Linked DNA regions of Triticum aestivum: region 2 is linked to region 1. The links are chromatin contacts, called in public Hi-C maps. All regions are on one chromosome and are shown on one strand. The core of a region is the stretch at or near the end of the contact, and the rest is flanking DNA. Distances in the headings are between cores, read along the strand shown. Region 1 has its middle 59 kb from the start of LOC123070290. Region 2 holds the start of LOC123070292 (mitogen-activated protein kinase 8).

Region 1 (6,612 bases), core at 841-3,340:
TCTCTCTGGTGGATGGCTCTCTCAGGTGTTGATCGTCCCTTCCGGCAGCCTGGGTGGCATGAGGGCGGCAAGGGTTCGTTACAACAACGGGTGGCTTTGATGGTCTCTTTTGGTCTCGGCCTCCTTCCTCCTCAATGTGGTCCTCACTCGCCGATCTAGTTGCGGCTCTGGCTTTTGAGGGTGGGGTGGTGGGCTCTTTGGAAAGGGGGAAACCCTTCGCATCGACCTCGACATCGGCGACGCTTCGTGTAGAAGTGCATGCTCTAGCCAATGTAATCAAAAGACCGATCTATGGGAGAGGGTCCGACATTATACTCCAACACCCCCCCCCCTCACCTCTATGCTCCTTTAAAGTTTATGACGTGGGCAGCGAAAGCGGGGGTAGGCCACAATGATTTATTGCGTTTACTAGGTTTTGAACCCTAAACCTCTTGGTTGTAATTTTATGCACTTAACCAGTTCACCCATCAAATCGATCTGATGTAAGAGACTAGACAATACATTTATACGTCAACACTCCCCCAAGTGTGGCTCCCTCATGTCTAAACATGGACCGAAAGTGGGCTGCAATTTAATTGCGCCAGTCGGGTCTTGAACTCAAGATCTCTTGGCTCTAATACCATCTAGAAGTGCATGCTCTAGCCAATGCAGCCAAAAGATCGATGTGATGGGAGAGGGTCGGACATTATACTCTAACACTCTGGTGTCGTGCTCCCTCTCGAGGGAGTGTTGAGCTTCCATGTCCGCCCCTCCCCTTTCCTGCTCCCGGGTGAAAGCCTTGGCGAGACAACGACGGCGCTCTGGCGTCTCAGCCCTTCCTGGAAGCGTTGTTCTAGGGAAGGATGGGGGTCGTGGTCCCGCTGCGAGGTGGTTATTGGCGGTGGCGTTACTTTGCTCTCCTGCTCAACGTAATTGGTAGTGGCAAGCTGGTCCTCCTACATCCTTTAGCGACTCCCTGCCTTTGCTTGCCTGCAGGCTGCCTGGTGTGTCGGTGTCCACGTGTTGTGGCATGTTCTGAACTAAGGGGGAATGTGGACTTCCCTCCAGCATTGGCCCGAGGAGGCGGGTAGCTAAGTCAACATTTTTCAACAAGCGGCCTGGCTCATCTCGCTCCCATCGATCTACTGTTATCTGGATGCAGTTGCTCTGTTGTTCTGCTTGCGTCGAGTACTCCGGTGGCTTGATCTTGGTTTCACCTAGTGCTATGCTTGGTGTCACTTTGCTCATGCTTGGTCGTTAGCGTGTTTTGATTGTATTTTTCCAGTTTTTGTCAAGCCTTTGGCCTTTGTATTCAACATCATTGCATTCTAGACAACTGATGGCTTCACTAATTTGAAATCGGGCATTCTTGCCTTTTCTTTAAAAGAAAAAGTTAAAACGGCATAGATCTTCACCAACCTTGCCCGCTTGTGTTTGTGTTCCAGGAGCAAAACCTAGCTTGTGTTGAGCCGCTGTGGATTCTCTGCCTTGCTGTGGCAAAGTCAGAGAGGAACAATGCCTCTACCTTTTCCCAACTTTTAGTCGCTGGATCGAGAACGGACCGTCCAGATCTGGCGCAACAGGACCACTGAAAAGTGATATGAACAGTGCATGCGCTACAGTGTTGTATGAACAGTGCACACGCTACAGTGATTCGCTCGATCTGGACTGCCAGCTTTTGATCCAATGGCTCTCCCGGCTAAGGTAGAGGCGGCCTTGCCGAAGAGAAGTAAGAGGATCCGCGCCCGTGTTGAGCATGTTGGGCTCTGACCGAGTTCTTTTGGGCAACTAGCCGGGGGAGGTGGCTCCGAGTCCGAACCCAGCTCCCGTACATGTCACATGTGCGCGCAGGAACCGGACAAATTGATCGGACGAGCTGTCGCTTTTACTCGAAAAGGCAACGTCGCCGTCCGCTGCCCCACCCGGGCCGTGCGTTCGCCGTCGGTTGGTTCGTCGTGACCCACGGCCCGGACACGAGCGTTTCTTCTTTTCTAAACGTTGCGCTCACCGTTGATCCGCAGGCGACGCCACACGAGAAGGCGACGTACCGCGCGCTTGCTTGACCGCCGCGGTCTCTCAGGCAGGCACGGACGCCGTGAGCACGAGGCGAAACCGACTGAGGGGCGTCTAGTCTATTGCAGCTAGATACAGCGAGCGAAGCCTGCAGAGCACGACCCGCGGCTTGGAAGTGGGTGGCACCCCCACTTGCATACATTGGGGCAGACGGGCGAGCCATGCGCTGCATCCAGCCATCCATCGGTGTCTGCTCGTCGTTACTCGGAGCGACAGGGACGACAGGCCGCAGCTGTCTCGGTGAAGCGAAGGCAGTGTCAGAGACTTGGCCGCGGTTCTACTCCGTCCAAACGGGAAACGGCAGCTGGTGTTGGCTGGTAGGCCAGTGACGGATAGAGTGCCGTCGCTTCTCTACTGGAGTACGAGTAGCTTTTGAGCTGAATTTACGTGAGTAATTGTGCTGATGTGTGACTTCTCGCAAAGTCTCGAATGGCCGATTGCATGGAACAAGGCAGCCAAATTTAACCAGACACCAGGCGGTTTACGGCGTGTTTTCAGAGATACTAGCAAATCCGGCCCCTCAAATCGGGCACTGCCCAGTCACACCTCAAATTTCCTTTCTCATGATCGGACACCTTAATTAGTATACCTCAAATTCATACAAACTCATGCAACTACGTAAATGATGTATTACACACATTGTTCGACTACTACATTAGAACATGCTATTGGACTACCAAAAATTTTCATGTTTAACCTACATGCTACATATGGAGAAAATCATCCGCGGCTGCCATTGCCCTTCCCAGCGTCGTTGTCGTCCTTCTCGCGGAAGTAGCGGTCAAAGACATAGTAGGGATTTAGTCGAATCTGCCCGTCGCCGTAGCTGTCTGACCCGACGTTGTCCTCCTTCTCCTTGGGGGTAGTCCGACCATGGCATGGACCGCCCGATTCTGCTCTCGAGCGAGGTCATGTGTATTTCTCCACCGTCGCTTCTTACAATGCAGGCGCAGATGGCTTCCTCCTCTGCAGCCGCCCGCACCGTCGCATCAGCCGCCTCCGCTGGCCTCATCATCTCCTTCTCACGGCGGGCACACTGGTCTTGGTAGCACTCATACTTCGGCAGACCAGTGATGGGAAAAGGGAGATTGGTAGGCTCTCAGGAGGACCGTGATGATCCTATCCCGGCGGATCCGAGCGCCCATGTGTCGACGCTATTGACTTGCGCCAAACAGAGCCCGCCGTCGGTCCGGTGATGTCCTCCCGGGAGCAGCGGAGTGCAATGCGGATGACCATTGCCTTCTCCAACCCGCATGGGACGACACCCGAGTCGACTGATCTGGACTGGCCAGAGTCAGATCCGCTGCCCAACATGTCGGAGATCGCCGGACGGGAGCTTGGGTGGCAGAGTGAAGTGGAGTGGCTAGGGTTTGGTCCGGGGATGGGATGGGGATGAATATATGTGGGGTCGGGTGGGCTAGCGTGGGCCAGGTCCGACGTAGTAGACACGCCCGGTCGCGCCCAGGCCTCCCCAGATATGCCCCATATTTGGGTTGGATATAGGGGTGTCGGTCAGCCTGACGTTTGAAGCTGGTTTCAGGCGTCCATCTTGGTTGGGTTTGTCTGACAGGTCACTGACCGGTCCGTCCGCCCAGGTGTATGAGAGGGTTTGAGACGCTCGGCCGTTGATGCTCTTATATTGGAGAAACTAAAGTTTTGTAAAGCTATGATTTTTATTAGATCCTAACACCAGAAAGTATTTTTTAAAACTATGGTATCAAGAGAAAACTCAAAAGAAAAACATCCAAATATGTTAAGTAATTCCAGTGAAATCTTCTGTGTATAATTGTAGCATGTTTACACCAATGCAATTTACTAACGCATATAATGTGAATTGTTTATGTATTTCAATAATAAAGTGCATTTCTTCATGCAAAGGGGTCTGAATTTCTATTTACTTAACATAGATACTAGCATCGCCCGCATGTGCGCACCAAGCGAAAATTGGTTCTATATAGCACCCTTGATAGGTTGAGTTCAAGAACAACAAGCACCAACTTTCTTAATAGACCCTGCAATTGTTGAACAACACATGTGCAAGACAGACACACAAAACCTAAATAGAGATAAAATCAGTGTGCATTAATTTTCTCAAGCACCAAACAAGTGCTGCATATGGCATGTTTGTCGACTCTATTCCGGGAGTAAGCCACACCATCAAGCTCTTGACTGATAGTCAGCTCCAAACACTAGATCATTTTGTAGAGACCTTATGCATTCATGTAATACAATAATTGCAGGAACAGGTGGAATTTTCTCTTCAATAATGCAACTTGCGCAAAGCACTCTTGGACAGGCGTACTACTTAAAGTACTCCCAATAATTCCCGTATGATAATGGACAATGTACTATTTAACCCAAGAGACCCCACGCATGCCTATGTCAGTGATGCTTGGATATGTTGATTCTGCTGGTCATAGTGGGGAGCATATGGAGAGAGGCGACGGTGCGGACGGGCTCGTGCGCTCCTGCTAGCTGGCGCGAACGGAGCGACGACACGTTGGGTACTGTATTAAATGCGGTTGTATGTATACAGCGCCATTACGTACGTTCGCAAACTACATGCGGAAACGGAGACGTCCAACATAACCGGTAAATATCGGTCCAGGATAGTTATGTTCTGTTGGTACAGGTGGTAAGTACTGTTCATGGGAAACTCCGTCTGGTGCGTCTGTTATACACAAGCGCCGCGTGCGAGATGGATGAGTGATTACTACAATGTGGGCCATCGTCACCCGACCGACGCTGAAAAGTAAAATCAGATCTGTCTTCTCCCCGGTGGTGCCTGACGGTAGACGAATTTGAAACTGCATGGGACCAGCTGATTGAGACTGCATGTGTGCGTACGAGTTCAGAGATGTCTGCAGCTCAGTCGATCGGGTACTCTGCTGGGCAGGTGTCTTCAAGTTCTGCTTCGTTTGGCATTCCACTCGTTGACCAACGAGAGCAGCCAACAAGCAGTGATCCATAGCATGAAGTTTTCTCCCGCAGATCCTCTTTGATCGCGGTATGTACATATCATCTTTGCTATTGCTGTTCTGTTGTTCCCCCTTCTCATGTTCTAGCAGTAAGAATGCAGATCTGAATTTTTTTAACTCGTGCATGCAGGCTTCAGTTCATGGCAGGGCTAATGGCGTGTCAATGGCGGATGGAGATCTGAAAGAAGAACCTGAAGTCCATATCTCGTCTTTCAGCTGTGGAGGAGGTGGCTACATATGTTACAAAAGACCATATTTTTGCTGACGGTCATGACTCCACAAACGCAAGCAGCTGCTGCGAGTCAACTACCAAAGTCGCTCGTGGATCCACCACCGACGACGACGATGATGGCGCCACAGATTTTTTGTCGAAAAAGACCCCCTGCCCAACGGAATTGTCAAAAAAGACCCTCTCCGGATGAAATTGACAAAAAAGACACCCTCGGTCGTGGCGGCAGGCGCGCCAGGCGACACGTGGCACCTGCCGCCACGGTGCCAGGCGGCAGCGCCTGCCGTGAGCCGGCGAGGCAGCAGCCTTCAAGTTACAGCGAGGCAGAACGGAATGGAGGCCGATGGTGGGACCTGCCGCCAGTGGGGGAGGCGGCAGCCTTCAAGTTACAGCGAGCAGCGAGGCAGAACGGAACAGAGGCCGATGGTGGGACCGGCCGCAACACTGTGTCCTGCCGCATGGGGGCGTGGCGGCAGGCCTGCTGCTGTCCATTTTCGTTATGGCTAGGTAGGGGTAGTACGCGCAACAAGCCATGGAAGATGCATGCATGCAAGGCAGGGAGTGGGATGTGAATCCACGACGAGTTAGATGGATAGGTACGTGGCCGCTCAATTAACCAAATTCGTGCTTACCACTCCACTGGCTAATTGCTTCGATCTAATTACTCTGGAACCTGGACAGTCAACAACCTTTTCCGTGTGTCACACACCTGGACAAGGATCCAGCAGCGTGTCTGCTCGAAAAACCCATACATAAAAGCAGCGGGGCAGTAATCACGACGCAACGATCGGCAGCAGCAGGCACGCACGGGCCTGCCACCACGCCCCCAGGCGGCAAGGCACAGTACCGCCGCCTTCCTCACTGGCGGCTGGTCCCACCACCGGCCTCCGTTCCGTTCCGCATCGCCGCTTGCTGTTACTCGAAGGCTGCCGCCTCGCTGGCTGGCGGCAGGCGCTGCCGCCTGGCACCGTGGCGGCAGGTGCCACGTGTCGCCTGGCGCGCCTGCCGCCATGACCGAGGGGATCTTTTTGTCAATTTCATCTGGAGGGGTTTTTTTTTTGGCAATTCCGTTGGATAAGGGGTCTTTTTCAACAAAAAATCGGCGCCACAGCTAATAAAATTTGCGGGATGTGGTAACAGCTGATAAGATGGAGCTACGGCTCCATAAGTAGAAAGCCCTGACAAGATTAGCCCACTATTAGGTTTGCCTGAAATAATAAATGTGGTTTCCGTTTCCCCCTTTTCCGCTTTAGTACAAAAGTGCAAGCGCAGGCAATTGTATTGTGTTCGGTTTGTATGGAGAACTGAATGTAGGTCCCGCCATGCCTAGCTGGATTGTATGGTTTCTGCTTA
Region 2 (6,784 bases), core at 18-2,517, 250 kb before region 1:
GTTCTTGGGCATATATAACCATCTATATCAATATCAATATGCCTCCCAAGTGGGCATAGAATATATTGACAACCTAACCTAATCCACTGAGACAATTAAGATGATTGGCTATAACTTTTTGCAAGAAAAAGGACGGTAAGATGACCACAGAATTGGGTTGAGTTGAGATAAACATATCTACTCAGCGAATCTAATACCGCATTTGCGTTTGTGGCACCTCTTAGGTTGCATCTGAATCACCCTCTTTTTTTTTCTTTCCCCTGGTGTTGATTACAGGAGTTGGAAAGGCCTCAACAATCCTTTACGAAGCAATGAGTATTCAACTACTAGCATGGAATGGAAAAGTTAGAAAAGAATATCATTTCCTTTATAGAGGGACAAGGCAAGAAAAGACGGTGCCCAAGCCCGACCGCAGAAGAAGATTTCAGGAAAGCACCCACTAGGGAAATCCAACAGAGAACCTTGTGTTGATAATTGAGATGAATTGTGATCCAGAAACAGGAGTGAAAAGGATCCCCTTTTCGCAATAAGAAATGGAAGAAAAGAATTCAGTTGGACTCCGAAGCTGAAATCAACAACCTCAACTAAACGGAAGGAAGGAAGGAATTGTCGACGGAAGGAGAAGAGAAGTTGCAGGATAGCAATGGCAAGAGATAATTCTGACGGGCGTGCGCGGCGGAACCCCCCGGATCCCACGAGTCCAGTGCCCCCTCGTCATCAATCAAAAAGAAAAAAGAATCCTCCCCCGGGGCGAGGTAGGTTCATCCAACCCGCCGGACGAACGAACCGATCTCGAAGCGCCAACAACCCACACGGGCACCGAAAGGCAGCCAACCACCCCGCAACAAACAGCAACCCCTGGCGCACGGTCTCACCTTCCTCCGCTGCTGGTGCTGGTGTTGTTGCTGGTCCGGCTGCATCGCTCACCGCCGCTTGTCCACCGGCGAATCAATCCGCATTTGTCACCGCCGGCACGCGCGCGCGAGGGAGAGATCTCTGTCCCCGGGCCGGTATGGCGGGGTGGGCGGATCGACGATGAAACGAGCGCAACCCCAACCCCAGCCTGAACCGGAACGCTCGTGTCTTGTGGCCCGGCTCGCTGCGACTGAGCAACTCGCGGGCGAAGGGGGTGTGAGTTGTTGTGGCGTTGGTTTCGTCCTGTGGCCCGGTGGGGGTGGGGCAACGTGAAGGGCAAACACAAGGAGCTCCGTCTCGTCTCGTTCGTCTGGTGCGAGCGATCGGGTTCGTTCGGCGACTGACTGGTCCTCGGGCAGGCGGGCGGGCGGGCGTTAAAAAGAAGTGCTTGCTTGCTTTCTTTCTTTCTTTTGACAGCCGCGCGGCGGTGGGTCACCATGTGATTGACGATGTGGATGATTTTGTGGAGATCCGTTCCGCTCCGGTTGAGTTTGGAGCGGCGTGGCGTGGTGGCCAGGCATGCGTTTTTCTGGTTTGGCCGGCGCGACGACGGCGACCGGCAAAACCACCTTTCTTTTTTTACTAATATTAACACACTTTTGTTCAGCTTGCGTGCTTATTTTGTGGCGACTTGCATCAATCACATGGCCAGCCACGCCAATATGGGGATGTGCGTGGAACGCAAGTTATTTTTATCTAAACCCAACGGCTTTTCCGCACCTTTTTCTATCCGAACGGAACGGAGTACAGCAGTAAAAATGAGCACTAGGCGGTTCTGTTCGCGTGGGAAGTTTCGTGCGCTGCGCCGGGGCCGTGATACGATAAGAAAGCGCGGTTATCTTATTGGTTGGTGGATCTGGATTTCTTCCATCTCATCTCAACAATATTCATAGCAGCAGGATAAGGTCTCACCGACATACGTACATGACGCCAAATAACCTAATCGGGCCTCGCATGTGCTGTGGTGCTAATCATCCATCTTCTTTTCCTTTCTTCATTTCCTACCCATGTGATCGTCTTTTTATGGGAGGGAATCATCACCAGCATCAGCTCATCCCTCGCCTACTAAAATGCTTCGAATTTATTCAACTTTATCCACTGTCAACAAACCCGGTCGCAAATGTTCCTGCCTGCTTCTCCGTACTTACCTCCGTTTGGGCTTACTAGTTCCTATCGTATTTTGGGTCAAAGTTTAACCATATATTTAAATAGTAAGATGTTAATGCATGTCACAACAAATTACAGTGTTGGATTTATCTTTGAATATCTATTTTCGTTGTGATTTATTGGTCCCTTTCTATTTTGTGCCGGATGTAAATGTAACTATAAAATATGAGTTGTATGTCACAAAATTTTATTGTTTGATTCACATTTGAATCAGGTTTCCAATGATACTATTTTTGTGGTATATAACATACATTTGATAGTTAAATCAATTGTCAAAGTTGTCCAACAATACAATAGGGACTCATAAATCCGGACGGACGTAGTAGTTTGGAATGATATTATTTTTGCAACATATAACTTATATACTATTTTAGTTAAATGTATGGTCAATATGACCCATAATATTAGGAGGACTAGTAAACCTTGATATAGGTAGTATACTAGATAAGATCCATATCATCATGAAGTTTCATTTCAAAATACAGAATGATCACTACCATACCAACTGTACGTGTTAAATTTATTGGAGTACTTTATTTATTTATCTCTCCGGGTATTAGGTCTCGTTGCTGCTCAACAACTCCAATTGACGTCCCAGCTAATTTACGTACCATGCACCACATGATATGAGTTATTATTGTATCACATAATAATGTGTAGCTAGCTTTGCTTCTTATTATTGATGAATGCACTCTTTTAGTTTCTTTAACCGAAAACCGCAAAACAATCGTTCCATATATATAAAGAAAAGTCAAATATGTACAGGCACCCCCTCCCCCCGGCTCTCGCGTCGCACCTCGTGCGCGACTCGAGGGCGACCGAACCCTAGCGCCTCGAGCCCTCCCCCCCCTCCCTCCTTCATGCCGTCGCCTGAGGACTCCGACGGCCTTGCTGTGCGGCCTCCGATGAAGGTGGCGGTGTGGCTCGGCTGCCCTGCCCCGTCGCAGGGGGCTCCAGAAGCGGGGGCAGCGGCGCGAATCTCGTCGGTTGATGGCATCAGGGGAGCTGGCCGTCTCTTCCGGTCGTGTGGGCGGCGGTAGGGCAGCACAGATCCTCCGTGGCTACGGGATGCTCTGCTGGCTCCGCCGGATATGGGTCCTGGCCTCCTCCCCTTGCTACGGTCAGATCTGGCTGTTGGGCGTCGGGTGGCGGGAGCTCTGGAACGGGGGAATCCCATGGTCTACTATGCGTCGACCTCGACGGCGTCGGCGTAGGCTCCTGAGGGCGTGTCGAGCTTCCAATCTCGCCACCCCTCTTCCTCCCTTGCGCTCCTAGGTGAAACCTTGGCCTTTTAGGCTGGACGGCGGCGGCGTTCCAGCGGCGTATTCCTCCTTGGAGGCGTCGTCCTAGGGATGGGCGGAAGTTGCGGTTGTGGTGTTTGGTGGATGGCGGCAACGTTGGTGCATTGCTCTCTAGGCCGCCGATGATGTGGGGGCGAGTTGGTTGGTCCGCAATCCTTCAGCGGTTCTTGTATAGTACCCTCATGGGTTGTTGGCCAGTGTATCGCATCCTCGTGTAGTGGCACGGCATGGACGTAGGGGAGGTTGTGTTTTCTCTCCAACAATGGCCCCTTTGGGGACGACAATATTGGGTTTCTCTCCATGCGGTTTAGCTTCTCCCATCTGCGTTCGTTGGCATCTTTGGTTGGCCTTTGCTCTGCTGCTCTAGCTGCAGTGTGCGCGCCGGCTGTTTGGCTGTGGTTCCTTAGTGTAGGCGATGGCGTTCTGTAGCTTTCCTACCACTACTAGGGAAATGCTTATACACAGGAGCTCACCAGTAGCGCTTGTTCAAGGAAAACGCTGATGCTATATAGCAGTAGCGCTTGAGCAGAACGGGCGATGGTACTATGATGCTATATAGCAGTAGGCCCATTAACCCCCTGGGGGGGTCCGGTAACCCCCCGGTACTCCGGTAAAATCCCGATTTCACCCGGAACGATTCTGATATCCAAATACAGGCTTCCAATATATCAATCTTTACGCCTCGACCATTTTGAGACTCCTCGTCATGTCCGTGATCACATCCGGGACTGCGAACAACCTTCGGTACATCAAAAACTATAAACTCATAATATAACTATCATCGTAACGTTAAGCGTGCGGACCCTACGGGTTAAAGAACTATGTAGACATGACCTAGAAAAATTTCCGGTCAATAACCAATAGCGGAACCTGGATGCTCATATTGGCTCCTACATATTCTACGAAGATCTTTATCGGTCAAACCGCATAACAACATATGTTGTTCCCTTTGTCATCGGTATGTTACTTGCTCGAGATTCGATCGTCGGTATCCAATACCTAGTTCAATCTCGTTACCAGCAAGTCTCTTTACTCGTTACGTAATACATCATCCCGCAACTAACTCATTAGTTGCAATGCTTGCAAGGCTTATAGTGATGTGTATTACCGAGTGGGCCTAGAGATACCTCTCTGACAATCGGAGTGACAAATCCTAATCTCGAAATACACCAACCCAACATGTACCTTCGGAGACACCTGTAGAGCTCATTTATAATCACCCAGTTACGTTGTGACGTTTGGTAGCACACAAAGTGTTCCTCCGGTAAACGGGAGTTGCATAATCTCATAGTCATAGGAACATGTATAAGTCATGAAGAAAGCAGTAGCAAGATACTAAACGATCAAGTGCTAAGGCTAACGGAATGGGTCAAGTCAATCACATCATTCTCCTAATGATGTGATCCCGTTAATCAAATGACAACTCTTTGTCCATGGCTAGGAAACATAACCATCTTTGATTAATGAGCTAGTCAAGTAGAGGCATACTAGTGACACTCAGTTTGTCTATGTATTCACATATGCATCATGTTTCCGGTTAATACAATTCTAGCATGAATAATAAACATTTATCATGAAATAAGGAAATAAATAATAACTTTATTATTGCCTCTAGGGCATATTTCCTTCAGTCTCCCACTTGCACTAGAGTCAATAATCTAGTTCACATCATCATGTGATTTAACACCAATATTCATATCTGTATATGATTAACACCTATAGTTCACATCGTCATGTGACCAACACCCAAAGGGTTTACTAGAGTCAATAATCTAGTTCACATTGCTATGTGATTAACACCCAAAGAGTACTAAGGTGTGATCATGTTTTGCTCGTGAGAGAAGTTTAGTCAATGGGTCTGTCACATTCAGAGCCGTATGTATTTTGCAAATATTCTATGTCTACAATGCTCTGCACGGAGCTACTCTAGCTAATTGCTCCCACTTTCAATATGTATCCAGATTGAGACTTAGAGTCATCTGGATCAGTGTAAAAGCTTGCACCGATGTAACTCTTTACGACGGGCTCTTTTATCATCTCCATAATCGAAAAATATTTCCTTAGTCCTCACTAAGGATATTCTTGACCGTTGTCCAGTGATCTACTCTTAGATCACTATTGTACTCCCTTGCTAAAATAGGCAGAGTATACAATAGATCTGGTCCATAGCATGGCATACTTTTATAGAACCTATGGCTGATGCATAGGAAATGACTTTCATTCTCTTTATATTTTCTGTCGTGGTCGGGATTTGAGTCTTACTCAATTCCATACCTTTGCAACATAGGCAAGAACTCTTTCTTTGACTGTTCCATTTTGAATTGCTTCAAAATCTTGTCAAGGTATGTACTCATTGAAAATCTTATCAAGCGTCTTGATCTATCTCAATAGATCTTAATGCTCAATATGTAAGTAGCTTTACTGAGGTCTTTATTTGAAAAACTCCTTTCAAACACTCCTTTATGCTTTCCAGAAAATTCTACATTATTTTTGATCAAAAATATGTCATTCACATATACTTATCAGAAAGGTTGTAGTGCTCCCACTCACTTTCTTGTAAATACAGGCCTTTCCAAAAGTCTGCATAAAACCATATGCTTTGATCAACTCATCAAAGTGTATATTCCAACTCCGAGATGCTTGCACCAGTCCATTGATGGATTGCTGGAGCTTGCACACTTTGTTAGCACCTTTAGGATTGACAAAACCTTCTGGTTGCATCATATACAACTCTTCTTTAATAAATCCATAAAGAAATGTAGTTTTGACATCCATTTGCCAGATTTCATAAAATGTGGCAATTGCTAACATGATTCTGATAGACTTAAGCATCGTTACGAGTGAGAAAATCTCATTATATTCAACACCTTGAACTTGTCGAAAACCTTTCGCAACAAGTCGAGCTTAGTAGATAGTAACACTACTATCAGTGTCCGTCTTCCTCTTGAAGATCCATTTATTTAACATGGCTTGCTGATCATCGAGGAAGTCAATCAAAGTCCATACTTTGTTCTCATACATGGATCATATCTCAGGTTTTATGGCCTCAAGACATTTCGCGGAATCTGGGCTCACTATCGCTTCCTCATAGTTCGTAGGTTCATCATGGTCTAGTAACATGACTTCCAAAACATGATTACCGTACCACTCTGGTGTGGATCTTACTCTGGAAGACCTATGAGGTTTGGTAGCAACTTGATCTGAAGTTTCATGATCATCATCATTAACTTCCTCACTAATTGGTGTAGGAATCACTGGAACTGATTTCTGTGATGAACTATTTTCCAATAAGGGAGAATGTACAATTACCTCATCAAGTTCTACTTTCCTCCCACTCACTTATTTCGACAGAAACTTCTTCTCTAGAAAGGATCCATTCTTAGCAACAAAGACTTTTGCCT

The links. Hi-C and Micro-C count contacts between places; a contact is called where the count stands out from the background.
Region 2: a contact with region 1 is called in a Hi-C map of leaf, with 5 times the contacts expected there. The contact joins the promoter of LOC123070292 here to the enhancer-like site in region 1. A contact is called at or near these places in 4 of 5 Hi-C or Micro-C datasets (leaf and an unstated tissue).

Annotation. Positions count from the first base shown.
Region 1 is chr3B:447,851,104-447,857,715 of IWGSC CS RefSeq v2.1, reverse strand. No RefSeq gene overlaps it. Among protein-coding and RNA genes, the nearest start is that of LOC123070290, 59 kb to the right of the region's middle. Within about 2 kb of position 2,090, at least 4 of the 8 cell types and tissues checked have an H3K27ac peak or open chromatin away from gene starts, as enhancers often do. A contact at or near this core is called in leaf, where this site is marked.
Region 2 is chr3B:448,096,804-448,103,587 of IWGSC CS RefSeq v2.1, reverse strand. It overlaps LOC123070292 (mitogen-activated protein kinase 8), which reads right to left and starts at 1,267. Exons shown (of 11, transcript XM_044493428.1): 1 at 876-1,267. The coding sequence starts at 920.